Regions from separate parts of the Mus musculus genome. Here region 1 is linked to region 2. The links are chromatin contacts, called in public HiChIP or PLAC-seq maps. All regions are on one chromosome and are shown on one strand. Each heading gives the region's core, a stretch centred on a gene start, on an enhancer-like site or on the middle of the called end of the contact. The rest is flanking DNA. Distances are from core to core; before and after follow the strand shown.

Evidence for each region. HiChIP or PLAC-seq counts read pairs in DNA pulled down with a chosen protein or histone mark.
Region 1: a contact with region 2 is called in an H3K4me3 HiChIP or PLAC-seq map of bone marrow-derived macrophages, with 4 times the contacts expected there. The contact joins the enhancer-like site here to the promoter of Dctn6 in region 2. A contact is called at or near these places in 3 of 39 promoter capture datasets (embryonic stem cells, liver and neutrophils), 6 of 115 datasets of contacts at active chromatin or transcription factors (bone marrow-derived macrophages, embryonic hindbrain, embryonic stem cells and 3 more) and 2 of 9 other capture datasets (adipose tissue and liver).

The regions. Positions count from the first base shown.
Region 1 is chr8:35,382,200-35,388,717 of GRCm38.p6, reverse strand. Ppp1r3b (protein phosphatase 1, regulatory subunit 3B) reads right to left here. Exons shown (of 2, transcript NM_001364452.1): 2 at 579-4,734. The coding sequence starts at 4,709. The coding sequence ends at 3,855. Among named protein-coding and RNA genes, the nearest start is that of Ppp1r3b, 8.8 kb to the right of the region's middle. Within about 2 kb of position 1,632, at least 10 of the 459 cell types and tissues checked have an H3K27ac peak or open chromatin away from gene starts, as enhancers often do. A contact at or near this core is called in bone marrow-derived macrophages and microglia, where this site is marked.
Region 2 is chr8:34,103,868-34,110,103 of GRCm38.p6, reverse strand. It overlaps Dctn6 (dynactin 6), which reads left to right and starts at 1,392. Exons shown (of 7, transcript NM_011722.4): 1 at 1,392-1,685; 2 at 3,698-3,762. The coding sequence starts at 1,663. It also overlaps a transcript of Mboat4 not described here.

The DNA.
Region 1 (6,518 bases), core at 383-2,882, 1.3 Mb before region 2:
AGGCTCTGCCTCATTGACTCGGAGCCTATAGCAAAAACCTTGGCCTTTAAATAATCAGGGCCAGGGGTTGGGGTGGTGGGTAGCGTCCCTTTGTTTTTTTGAACTTCTGAAAATCTCACGCAGGGTACACATCTGCATTCAATGGTGGAGGATAGGCCACACCAGCAGATGGTTTCTTTTCCTGGTTACCGAGTCTTTGTGATGGAGAAGTTCAAAGCTGAGAGCGCCATAGATAGTTTACCCAGGACTGTCTGAATCCACACGCTTGTCTGCTCTACCTTCCGAGAGGGAGGGAAGAAGCAAGAGTCGGGAACTTGGATGACTAGGATCCATAGAGGACAATAATCACCTCTGTCCCTCCTCTCTGGTTCTAGGTGAAGGCTCCATCACCTGCCTTCACTGCCAGATAGCTTAAAGCACTGGTCCCCTCCCCACCCTGCAAGCCTTCCAGCTTTTCATATCCACTGAATACAACCTGTACCTTAAAAAATACAAAGACATGTATAGAAAAAAAAAATCATTGACTTAAAATATGCTTCCCCTTCTTCCAACGCTAAAAATAGAAGGAATAGTTTTCATTTTCTTTTCTTTCTATATTTATTACGTTTTTGCTTTTGAGATACAAAGAAATCATTCTCTTCCACCACACACACACACACACACACACACACACACACACACACACACACACACACACACACATCCATTCTTGTGATTTTTTTTAAAGTGCATTTCCCCTCTACCAATGTATACAAAAATATGTCTTACAAACATGCAGAAGTTTCTGAACAAGGCACATGTAGGCATACAATGACGACAAGCCCGTCAGTTGAATGTTCACATTAAAGCAAAAGTGTAACATCATCACGTGTGCACTCTAGAAGTCCACGTGCCCCAGGGGCCTCTGGGAACTGCAGCAAAACCGTGGAAACACTCACAGCTTTGCTGATGGAGCTGGAGGCATCTCACAGAACCTCAGCAAGAGAAATGTCTTTGAGTGACTCTGGACGATCCCGTTAGAGGTAAGATCCCAGAATTTCGGGAACATCTTATCTGCAGTTTCTGTGATCATGCCAGGAGATGCGGCTGAGTGCAGATTTCCCAGAATCAGGAGCCACCAAGCTTACATCTCAGGGATAAAATAACTCCCACCATTGACTCAAGTTGCTTTAGTTTCTGCAGAACTACAGACTTCCATTATGCCTTCCTAGCTTTCTAGAGAAAATATTCTTACAACACTCAAACGGCTTCTTACAAGAAACATGTCTTATGGTCTAGCTTATTTATTGTACCCATTTTGCCAAAGCACCCCAGGGAATTTGGGGAAATAAATATGGAACAAAGAATGGGGTTGCCTTCCCTTCCTGGATCACAATGTCTGGGGATTAGGATCCATCCATCATCCTAGCCAAGAACTGCATGAAGACAGACCTCCAGGTCAAACTTGCCGTGGGATCTTCAAGCAAGGGGCCTGTCGTCTTCTGAGCTGCGTAAATTTGTCTACAGTGGTGAACTCTGAACAATGCATAGAGTTTCTAAATGCAGCTCCCGAGGCTATCTCAGAGTCATGGGACAGACTGGGTCAAAAGAAGGAGGGCTGTATTGGAGGCAGAAAGCAGAAGGAAGACTCTTCTGTCTCTGAGTGACAGCCTTGATAAGGAAGTCAAGCACAGCCCACGGACTGCTTCAAGGGAAGGGTCCTGGTGAGCAGGCAAAGGCACAACATGCCCCTGGAGCTGAGCAGTGGGTGTGCACCCCAGGTGTGCTGGCTGGGGGGCTTTCAAGCAGTGCTCGTGAGCAAGAAAGCTGGGGCAAATCTGGGCAAAAGGGGGTGAGGGTATGTCTGCTTTAGGAGGGACATATAACATGGAATTACCATATTTTATATTTTGACTCGGAATGTCTGAAGATCATCCATACCACTGAACAGATTCCATTCCGTACCTCGCCCCCGCCCCCAGCCATTTTATGATCTTTAGTCTGCATCTATGTAAGAAACAGTGCCCTTGGCTGCCTTCCTTCTTAACACACAATGCATGACCCATAGAGAGCAGTTTTGCTTTCTATCCAATTTCAACCTAGCTGCTCTGGTCAACAAATCCGGAACATTTAAAGTACACCCATCTAGGAGATACATGGCCTGCTTAGATAAAACACAAACTCCTGGCCCCAGCTTCAGCCTCATGGCACAAAGATGATTTCCTCACAGATAATCAGCATGCAATCCCAGATCGCCACCCATCTGGGAGAGGCACAATATACAAAGCACAGATTACAGACTAGTACCAGTTTTAGGAATAAGAAATCATAGAAAATAACATTTAAAAAGTCAAAACATTTGAATCTTCAAAAGTGAAAAAGTTAAGATAAAAAATAAACCACACATGCTAGGATTAAAAACATTTGATGTCTGCCTGATGCTAACTTATAAAGCCAGAGGGCACAGGGCTACGTCCAGTGGCCCCCACCTCCGAAACCATGAGACTCTGCTCCTTTCTGTCTTGTCTCAGGGAAACATCACTTCAGTAAGGAAATGAAACAGGCATCTTTTATCAAACTTCCAAAACAAAACAACACCCCTAATTCTACAAACTCGCATTTAAAAAAATCTCCCCTATAATTCTAATTTGCCCTAGAGAAAAATCACAGGGTTTGGGGGTTCACCCAAGGGTAAGAACTCCAGGAGTCTCACGCTAGCGTATGAAAGCGCATTGCACTCCAATATGGTTAAGAAAACTTCATCTGATACCTCAGAGTTGACAAACATTTAAAATAACATAGAAAAACGTGAGGTTTTTCTCCCCTATCTTTTTATAATACACACCATAAATAAAAACACCCGATCAATGTCCTTGGGGGTTCATAAAGCATCCTGAATATGAATATATATCTAAGCACAGTCTGGAGGACTCGAGGAGATGCCAGTCTTGCTATTTGAAAGCCTCAGACAAGGCACTGAAGTGGAGGCTCCAGGAGACATGAGAGCTATGACTCTCTTCAAACACAAACAGTTCACACACACCGGCCAGGCAAGTGGAAATGCATCTTGTCATTGAGTCCTCTTCTGGTAACTCCGGGTGAAACGGTGCTTCAAAAGCTCCCCCAACATCCAAGAGGAAAAGCTAAAAGTTCAGACTGTCCCACCTTGTCCCAGTGCTGTACCCTGTGACCCCACATGGGAACCAATGACTTTCTAGTAACTAATATGTTGCTCTCTTCTGGAATATAAAGGAGGGGTCAGGAGGAGAGAGGGGGGAGGGAATGCCTATCCCAGACACGAGCTACTTATTTGCTTTGTCTCTCTTGTCCAGATCACTGGATAGACTGTAGCGGGAGGAAGTGTAGTGAAAGAGCTCGCACAGAAAGCGCCCGCCCCCGGCCCTCTTCTGAGGCTGCTGGGTATCAATCAGGCCAGTGTGTCCCAGAACTGAGGTGGCTCCCTTCGGAGTACTCGTGGAATGAAGGAGACGCATGGAAAGCCATGAGCGGGGACAGGACCTCGAGGTCAATGGTAAGGCTGGAGATTGGTTTCTGGGTGACTTTCAGAGTCCAAGTGTGGAAGAGAGGCCAGCTTCCTCTGTCCTTGCCAGCTTGGCTCCTCTCCAGACCCTTCTGGCACCATCCTGCGCATTCCCTTGTGGCCAACCCGGATGCCACAGAGGATCAGCACCGCTCCACTCCTCTGAGCAAGAAACCGGGTGTGATGGAAACACGCTGGACTTGCTGGTTTAAGAAAAAGGTGAACAGGAGCCTGTCTTTTCAAAAACCACGCCTAGTGGCAGTTCAACTTTCCTCTGGCCTTCCGTTCTCTCGCCTCCATCTTGATCTGAGCCACGGACTGTCACCTGCAGTCACTAGTAGTAGGGCCCCAGCTTTTCATATCCCAGATAACTAGGCCACTCTGGAAACAGGCCAAAGGAACACCGAGGGCTCCCAAACTGGTCAAAAGAGATTCCAAAATCTGGTCCATTGTACGGCTCAATCTTTCCCGGAGAGGATCGGAGTTCAGCCCGGGTGATCCTGTAGTTTTTGCCTTTGTTGCTGTCCCAGTACGCCTGGCCGTTACACTCGTAGCACACGGCAAACTCCATTCTTTCGTAAGACTGAATTTTCTCGGGTAAGCTGATGTCAAAGGAGAATGTGTCCCTGTCTGAACCAGCGTAAGTGTCCTTCACATACTGACAAGGGAAATCTGTGAAGCTTTTCCAGGTGTCAAATGTCATCCTGATCTTCACAACCTTCTCGAAGGCCAGGTTCTGGACCTTCACGGTGCCCGCGATGGCCTTATCCTTCAGCACACAGTTTTCTAGGCAGACGTGGTTGGTCTGAAGGCGATTTCTGAAGTCTAAGTAATCTGCGGAAGGCTGCGGAAAATCCAAAACAAAGCTCTCGCTCTCTGCTGTCGTCAGACTCACGATGTTGTCTAGGAGCTCGGTGATGTTAAAGGGAATATCTAGTGGGTCATCGAATTCCGAGAACACTTTCACCATTGTCAGGGCCAGCCCCTGGTTGTCGGCGAAGGACACCCGCTTCTTCACCTTCTTCTCCTGCACTGCGGGGGCCACCATTCCACTGGCTTCATCCTTGCTGCCCAGCTGGATACAAGGCCTCAGGGGCTTGCTCAGTTTGGGGGAGATCTTGAAGGTGAAGCGCTCTCTGCGTAAAGAAGGGGCCATACTGCTGTAGCTGTATTGGATGTCCACAGCCATCACGCTAGGCGAGCCGGCTAGCAGTCTGGGAAAGGGGAGATGAGAGAAAACAGCAAAGAGGTCAGATAGATGCTTAAACCCGCATTCTGGCAGGGACAGGCAAACAATGTTGCCTTTCATCTGGGCTCTCTGCTCCCCTGTGGTCTCACAGGACCCAGGTTTCTGCAAAGACTGTGTGGAAGGGAGCATAACCTGGGGGGAGGGGGGAGAGGCTGGGGGAGGGGATGGAAAAAGAAGCTAAGGGTAAAACCAACAAAGACAAGACTATGGGATTCAACAGTTTGAAGGCTAATCCATTGGCTTTTCTGCCAGGATGCTAATACACCACAGAGAAGAATGAAAGGCATTAAGAATCAGAGTTTTCTGTCAGGTCCATGAGGGAGCCCGCCCTTCATCCTAGCACTTGGGAAGCAGAGTCGGGTGGATTCTGAATTCGAGGCCGGCCTGGTCTACAGATTGAGTTTCAGGGCTACACAGAGAGATCCTTTCTTGAAAACAAAAGAATATGGTTTCCTATTGCTTGCAGATTTACTTATTTGACCAAAAGATACCCACCCCCTTTTGGAGTATAGACCCAACGAACAATTGATCTGAGAATAGTTTTTGCTATACACTGTAGACTATTATTTGACAAGTAAAACTTCTATATTTCCAGACTGGTGAGATAGCTCAGAGAAATCCCTGAGACCCACATTGTTGATAGAGGAAACCAGTACCCACAAGTTGTCCTCTGACTTTTACACACGCTGCGTGGAGCACAAGAACCCATACTAAATAAATAAATAAATGCAATAGAGATGCTGTTTTGACGTATGGACACATTGTGGGATGGCTGACACACTTAACATGCATTTCCTCACGTACTTGGGAGGTGTGGTGAGAATATTTAAAAATCTACCCTAAGCAATTTTCAGATACACACTGTTATTAATGATGGCCTCCGTGATGATGCAATGGGTCTCTTGAATGTGCTCCTTTGGAATTAAAGATTCATATCTTTGGATAGATAGTTCCCCAGTTTCTCGGGGTGCTGCACCTTGCAGTCGCTGTTCTATTACATATTCAGTGAGCTCATCCTCTTCAGGTTCTACATGAATTGGTCTCCTTGACTCTCTGTAGCCAGCTTACTGCACTTAGCGCGGTGCCCGCCAGGTTCCTCTCCATGCCTCAACAATGACGCCACTTCATTCTTGTCTGTGATTGAACATCAAGCACTCCACTGTCTATGCACACCACATGGTCTTTGTGCATTCATCCCCTGAGAGACACTTAGCTAGGTTTCATATCTGGGCTCTGAGTATTGCTACATGAATACGGGACTATAAATGTCACCTCAACATCCTGATTGCCTATCCCTTGAATGCACACCCTAAAGTCGGTGGATCATGTAGTCATCTTTTTAAAAAGATTTATTTATTTATTTATTTATTTATTTATTTATTTATTTATTTATTTAATGTATGTAAATATACTGTTGCTCTCTTCAGACACACCAGAAGAGAGGACATCGGATCCCATTACAAGATGGTTGTGAACCACCATGTGGTTGCTGGGAATTGAACTCAGGACCTCTGGCAGAGCAGTCAGTGCCCTTAACCACTGAGCCATCTCTCCAGCCCTAGTCACTTTATTTTTAATTTTTTTTTAAAGAAACACCATGGTATTTTCTGTAGTGGCTGCGTTATCTTTTTGAAAGATAACCATCCTAATAGGTATAACGTATGATCTCTTAGTGGCCTGAATAATAAATACTGACTTAATCCAGTACAAAAGCGTCAAACTTGTTACACAAATATTGACTTGGTGTTT
Region 2 (6,236 bases), core at 143-2,642:
CCCACAGGTTTAGGGAGATTGAGGAAGTAGATACAGGAAGCACTAGACAGGAAGACCAGAAAAGAACCTCCCCTGTCATACTGTATTTAAAACACTAACATGGAGGACCATAAAAGAAAAAAAAAAGTGTATTTAAAGTGCAAGAGAGCATCACCACACCACATCACCTGAACAGGTGTGTCCCTCTGAATGAAGGTAGGCTGTTCAGCTGAAACTTTAAACGTCTTGCAAGAGCTCACAATGATGTATTTCAAAGTCTGAAAGTACTCTGGTACTGCACCCACTAAACCTACGTGTTCTAGCTAAAGGAAAAATAAACACTTTCTACTGCAAAAACAGACTCAAAGCTGGGCAGTGGTGGCGCACGCCTTTGATCCCAGCACTCCGGAGGCAGAGACAGGTAGATTTCTGAGTTCGAGACCAGCCTGGTCTACAGAGTTAGTTCCAGGATAGCCAGGGCTATACAGAGAAACCCTGTCTCAAAAACCAAAAACAAACAAACAAACAAACAAACAAAACCAGACTCAAAGAACACATTACCACTAAGCCAGGTCTACAGAAGACCTGAAGGAATCTTTCAGATTGAAGAGAGAAACAAGTCCCTCTGAGAAATCATAAAAAAGAATAAACCACACTAGAAAAACTGTTAAAACAATACAACAACCACTATAAAAACCAGGAAAATGGCAGGAGCCATAACTCTGAGTAACCAAGGGTGACCTTGAATTTGTGATCCTTCCTGGGCTGGGTTTATGGGTGGGTTCTGCCATGGCCAGTTTCGTGTGACTCTCTGGAATGAACTCTGGACTTCATGCATGCTAAGCAAGCACTGTACCAACTGAGCCAACAGCCCCAACACACCCCCTTTAAGATATTTCTTGGTGTGACTAGAAATTGCTTAATTAAGAAACAGATTGTCCCGGATAACCAGGAGTGGGCCAGATTCAATCAGTTTAAAGGGTTCAGAGCAACACTGAAACTTCCCCCCTGAAAAGAAGAAATTCCACCTGTGGGTAGCAGCTTGGCCTTCCAAATGAAAAAGTCCCAGCTTGATCTACGGGTTTCGAACTTGCACAGCAGATCCCTAACTAATTCCTAACAAAACCCTCGTAATTCATATCTCCTGCTGGTTTTGCTTCTCAGAATGAATCCTTATTATGCCACCTGGGTCCTACGTAGCAGTAGTTGGGAGATGGAAAGACAGCTTGGTTTCTTCAAAGTTTAATAGCGTGAGATGACAAAGCCTCAGAAGAGCCAAGCACACACACATACACACGCATACGCGCGCACGCGCGCGCTTGTAAAGAGACGTTTAAAAACTGGATTTGATGTTCAAAAGAGATTTTGACAGGCTTAGGGAGGAAGTTAAACGTAGAGTGAACTTAACGATAAGGATCAGGGCTGATGGGGTTAGGATAGACTTGGTAAACACTGTCAAGTGGAAAAAACGACTTTCCAGGAGGCAGAAGCGAAGCAAGCCAAGCCAACCCCGAAAAGCAAACCATCCTCAGCACGCAAGCGCGAACCTGGAAAGCAGAAGGCGGGTCTCTCAGGCCCCGCCTCTCCCAGGCCGTGCCAGGCTCTGCAATCCCATGCAGAGATCATCGCTCTAGCCAGGCTGCAAAAATCGATCTCAGCTCTTCCTGAGACCCGGGCTTGACGATGGCGGAGAAGACGCAAAAGAGGTACGTGTTAACACCTCCGCAGGGGCAGAACCCGTTTCTGGTCGCGGCGTGGGGGCACTGAGACGGTGTATAGGTGGATGGCTCCATAATCCCATACCTGGCGTCCGTGGGGTGTGGGGGCGGAGAGGGTTTGTTCCGTGACCCCCACCCATCCCAGCACGCCTGCGCAGACTCCATTGGGGCTGCGTGGGGGACTCAGGGAGGCTGAGGGAGGTTGTGCGGGCGAGAAGGCTGCTCAGCGGTGGCTGCACCGTCGGCCCTGCCTCTGATCAGGAAGAGGGAGGCCTGGAAGAAGACACTGATGCTGTCATCCTTATGTCAGTGCCTGAGAGCCCAGGGCCGGCAACTATGGCTTTTCCTGTCACAGTCTTCACCAGTGAGAGCCGTTGGTGGAAAGAGACCGCATGGATAACAGAAAAGCATAGGGATTCATTTGCCGTTGCCTCCTTTGTCCTGGGATTAATGTCTTGAGATATACATATACATATACAGCTGTATGTATATGCATGTATCGGTGTTAAGGTGTGTGCGTGTGAATGTTGTCTCTCAAGCCAGAAGAGGGCGTGGATCGCCCCGGAAGCAAGCATTCAGTTATCACAGGACAAAGATCTAGAGAGACAGGGTGTTTCTGGGCAACTTTCGGCTCAGAATCGAGAATACTGGTGTCAGAACAGTGACGCCCCAGGAATAAACTTTGCTCTAAGAACTTTGTGGTATGCATTATCATTTGATGGTCTGTAGAAATTCTAGGGTTAGTGTCCTGATGAGTTCTAACTGTCAGCTTGAAACAACTTAGAGTCATCTGGGAAGAGGGAACCTCAATTGAAGGATCGTCCATGTCGGGGTGAGTGTCTTGATCTGTGATTGAGATGGGAAGGCCCATCCCACTGTGGGCAGAGCCATCTCCAGTCGGGTAGGCCTGGGCCATTTAAGAAAGCTACTTAGCAAGTGGGCCAGTAAGCAGTCATAGTTCCTGCCCTGAGCTCCCTGGGCATGGTGAGCAGGAAGTGTAAGGCGAATAAACCGTCTCCTCCCCACGCTGCATTTGGTCATGGTCTTTATCACAGCGACAGAAAGCAAGACAGAACAGTTAGAATACTGTTAAGAAATAAAATCCAAAGCTGTTTTGTTAAGCATTTAAAAGTATATGTGATTTTGGCCTAATAGGCTGTGTGCCACTTAAGAAGTTCATAATACATTAAACATTCTTACCACTGACTTGCTATTTTTCCATGAATCTCTTAAAACCTTTTTCTTAGCTACAGAGTCAGCATAGCTGTATTAAAAACTTTTTTTCATATTATTTTTTGGTGGTGTGAATGACACAGTCTCCTATAGGCTCATGTGTTTGAGTACTTAGACCCCAGTTGATGGTGCTGTTTAGAAAGATGCTCATGCACACTCGCACTTGTGAGTGCATGTGTATGTGTGTGTATGTTTGTTCTTGCTTGCACATGCATGTGTGTTTCAAGCTGTGGTGTCTCAGCTTCCTGGTTTTCTGCCACCTGCTGCCTGGCTCCTCACAATGATGGACTCTTATCCCTCTGGAATCTTAAGCCACAATAAATTGTTGCCTTCTACAAATTGCTCTGGTTACGGTGTTTCATTTCCACAACAGAAAAGGAATCCCTTCACATTGATTGATTGATGGATAATTGAATGTGTTTATATGCGTGAGAGTACACACATGCAGTAGTATACTTATGGATACTTATGGACACTTATGGAAATTGATTCTCTCCTTCCACCGTGTAAGACCCAGGGATTGAACTCAGGTGGGCAGACTTGGCAGCAAGCACCTTCCTTTATCAGCCCCTTTCTCCACTGAGCCATCTGGCTGGCCCCAGCATACCTTCTGTAACATATTTACATTTTAATTTTATTTCCATGGGTTCCAAGGCTCTGAATGGGTCACTGGGCTTAACACAGCAGGGCTTTATCCATGGAGCCCTCTCACCCACCGTCCATACTTTCAGTGTTACTCAGGATGAGTGTTCTCTTTCTTCCTACAGTGTGAAGATTGCTCCCGGAGCAGTAGTGTGTGTAGAAAGCGAAATCAGAGGAGATGTAACCATAGGTAAGAAAATGGTTGATGTTTCTCGAGAGCTAATGCTGGGTAACCAACTTTAGCGCTTCTCCTTTCAGTCCAGTTGTTTGTGTCTGTTACGCTGAGGCTTACAATTTTTATTGGTTTTGTTGTTATTTGTTTTGTTTTGAGTTTTTCGAGACAGGATTTCTCTGTGTAGCCCTGGATGTCCTGGAATTCTGTAGACCAGGCTGGGCTCGAACTCAGAAATCCACCTGCCTCTGCCTCCCAAGTGCTGGGATTAAAGGCGTGTGCCACCACTGCCCAGCATTTATTTGTTTTTTGAGACAGGGTTCCTCTGTGTAGCCCTGGCTGTCCTGGAACTCACTCTGTAGACCAGGCTGGCCTTGAACCAAAGATTTACCTGCCTCTGCTTCTGCCTCCTCGGACTAAAGGCTTGAGCCACCACCACCCAACTTGAGTTAGCTTGTTTTAAAGAGCTTTCCTGAACATTCCACACAGCCATTCACCCATGTGTCTCATAACAAGGTAGCTGATGCTGGAGCCGCTACACTGGTCCCCATGACGTCAGGGTTCCCCGGCAAGGAGAGGAGAGTGACAGTTAGTAGTTGTATCGCAGGCAGAATGGGAGTGTGAAGTGAGAGCAAGAAAGTTTGCAGTTAGTACCCTCAGCTCTCACCGTGTAGTCTGGCCAGTAGTTCCATCACCAAGACGAAACCAGCCTGCACATGGTGGGTAACTTACATGCGAGTCCCCGGTGCCTCATCTACTACCCAGTCCTGTTTGTAAGATCTGTTTCCTGAGCACTGTGCCCCTGCAGATTTAACTGATGGGCACTCATCCTTAGTCACAGCTGCCTGTCACCTGCACAGACACAGCAGCACTTCTATTCCCACATACCAATGGTTTCTTGGTTTGGTTTGGTTTGGTTTTGGGTCTTGAGACAGGATCTCAGTATGGAGTCCTGGCTGGCCTCGAACTCACGAAGATCCAGCTGCCTCTGCTTCTGAGTATGGGATTAAAGTGTGCATCATGAGGCCTGACAATAGTTTCTTCAATGGGGGGGATGTGGAGAATGCCATTTTCCCTGGAATAAGTCGAGGCTTCCAGCCAGTGGCCTGTCTTACGAGACCAGTGAAGACCATGCCACTATGGCGGAACTTCGTTTAAAACGTGACCTGTTGAGTGACTATAAGCTGACAGGATGTGGAAGATGATTGGTTCTTTTCTGTGCTCTTAACTTTTGTCTTCACTGCAAACTTTGCATGAGGAGATCGCAAGCCATGATTTCTCCTGCATGTCACAGTGTCCTCCATTTCTCGCCACCTGCAGAGTGTATGTGGCTCTCATCACCACTCAGGAGGAACACAAGCTCACAGCTGTTCTGTAAGTAGAAGAAAAGGCAGACTAAAGTCATATGTGCCCTTAACTAGGAACACTTCCCTTGGGTTCCTTCCTCTTTCTCATTTTAAGTAGTTTATGATATGTGCTATATAGTACATCTATAGAGAGGATAGATATACCCACAGCATTAGCACACAGATGTATACTTGAAATGGCCTTACAGAAGCTTGCGGAAACTGTCAGAACACAAAAGGGAAGAATGGTTGTGATGGGCTCATCACAGCTTTAAAGGGATTCAGGCTGTGGCAGCTGGAAAGGCCTGAGGGTGAGAGCTCCCCTCAGGGTATAACACTGCCTTATCTGCACTCAGGAGACAAAGTGGCCAGGACTAGGAACGGCAAGGCTCAGCCTCTTACAGATTTCCCCAGACTGTAAGACAGTGCTGCCAGCGAGCCCATACAGGACTTTTCACACTCAGAGCCCACAATGGCCCCTGCCTAGGGCTCTGCTCTAGCACCTACCCCTCTTGTTCCTCTGGCTTTCTTGTCTTCCTCCCCTCCCTACATGCTGGAATTATGTAGGCAAAGATAGTATTTAGTTTATTATTTTAATAATTTCATTTTTTTCACGTGTATGGGTGTTTTTGCCTGCATGTATGTATCTATGTGTTTCAAATGCGCATAGTACTAGCTGAGGGCAAAGGAGAGCTCCCAGCTTCCCTACAACTGGAGTTATCAATAGCTGTGAGCGGCCGTGTGGGTGCTGGGAATTGAACCTGTGGAAGAACAGCCAGTGTTCTTAATCACTGAGCCATCTCTCCAGCCCCCACATGCACTTTCAGTCTGGCATTTGACCACTAGCTGATACTATACAGCTAGAATATTAAATCTGTAATGGTATGCCATTAAAGAGTTTTTTGTGATAGATTTATAACATACAGTCTCACTATATAACTCCTACCTCCTATGTGCTAGGATTAAAGGCATGTGCTACCGTGCCCAGCCTTATGAAGTGGTTAAAAAATTGTTTTACTAATCCTTTGAGAATTTCATAGAACATGTTTTGGTTATGTTCACACCTACTCCCTCAGAAGTGATAGAGAAAATCTTTAGGGAAAAAAAGCTGGAATGATTTGCTGTTTATCGACAGAGTGGCTTGCT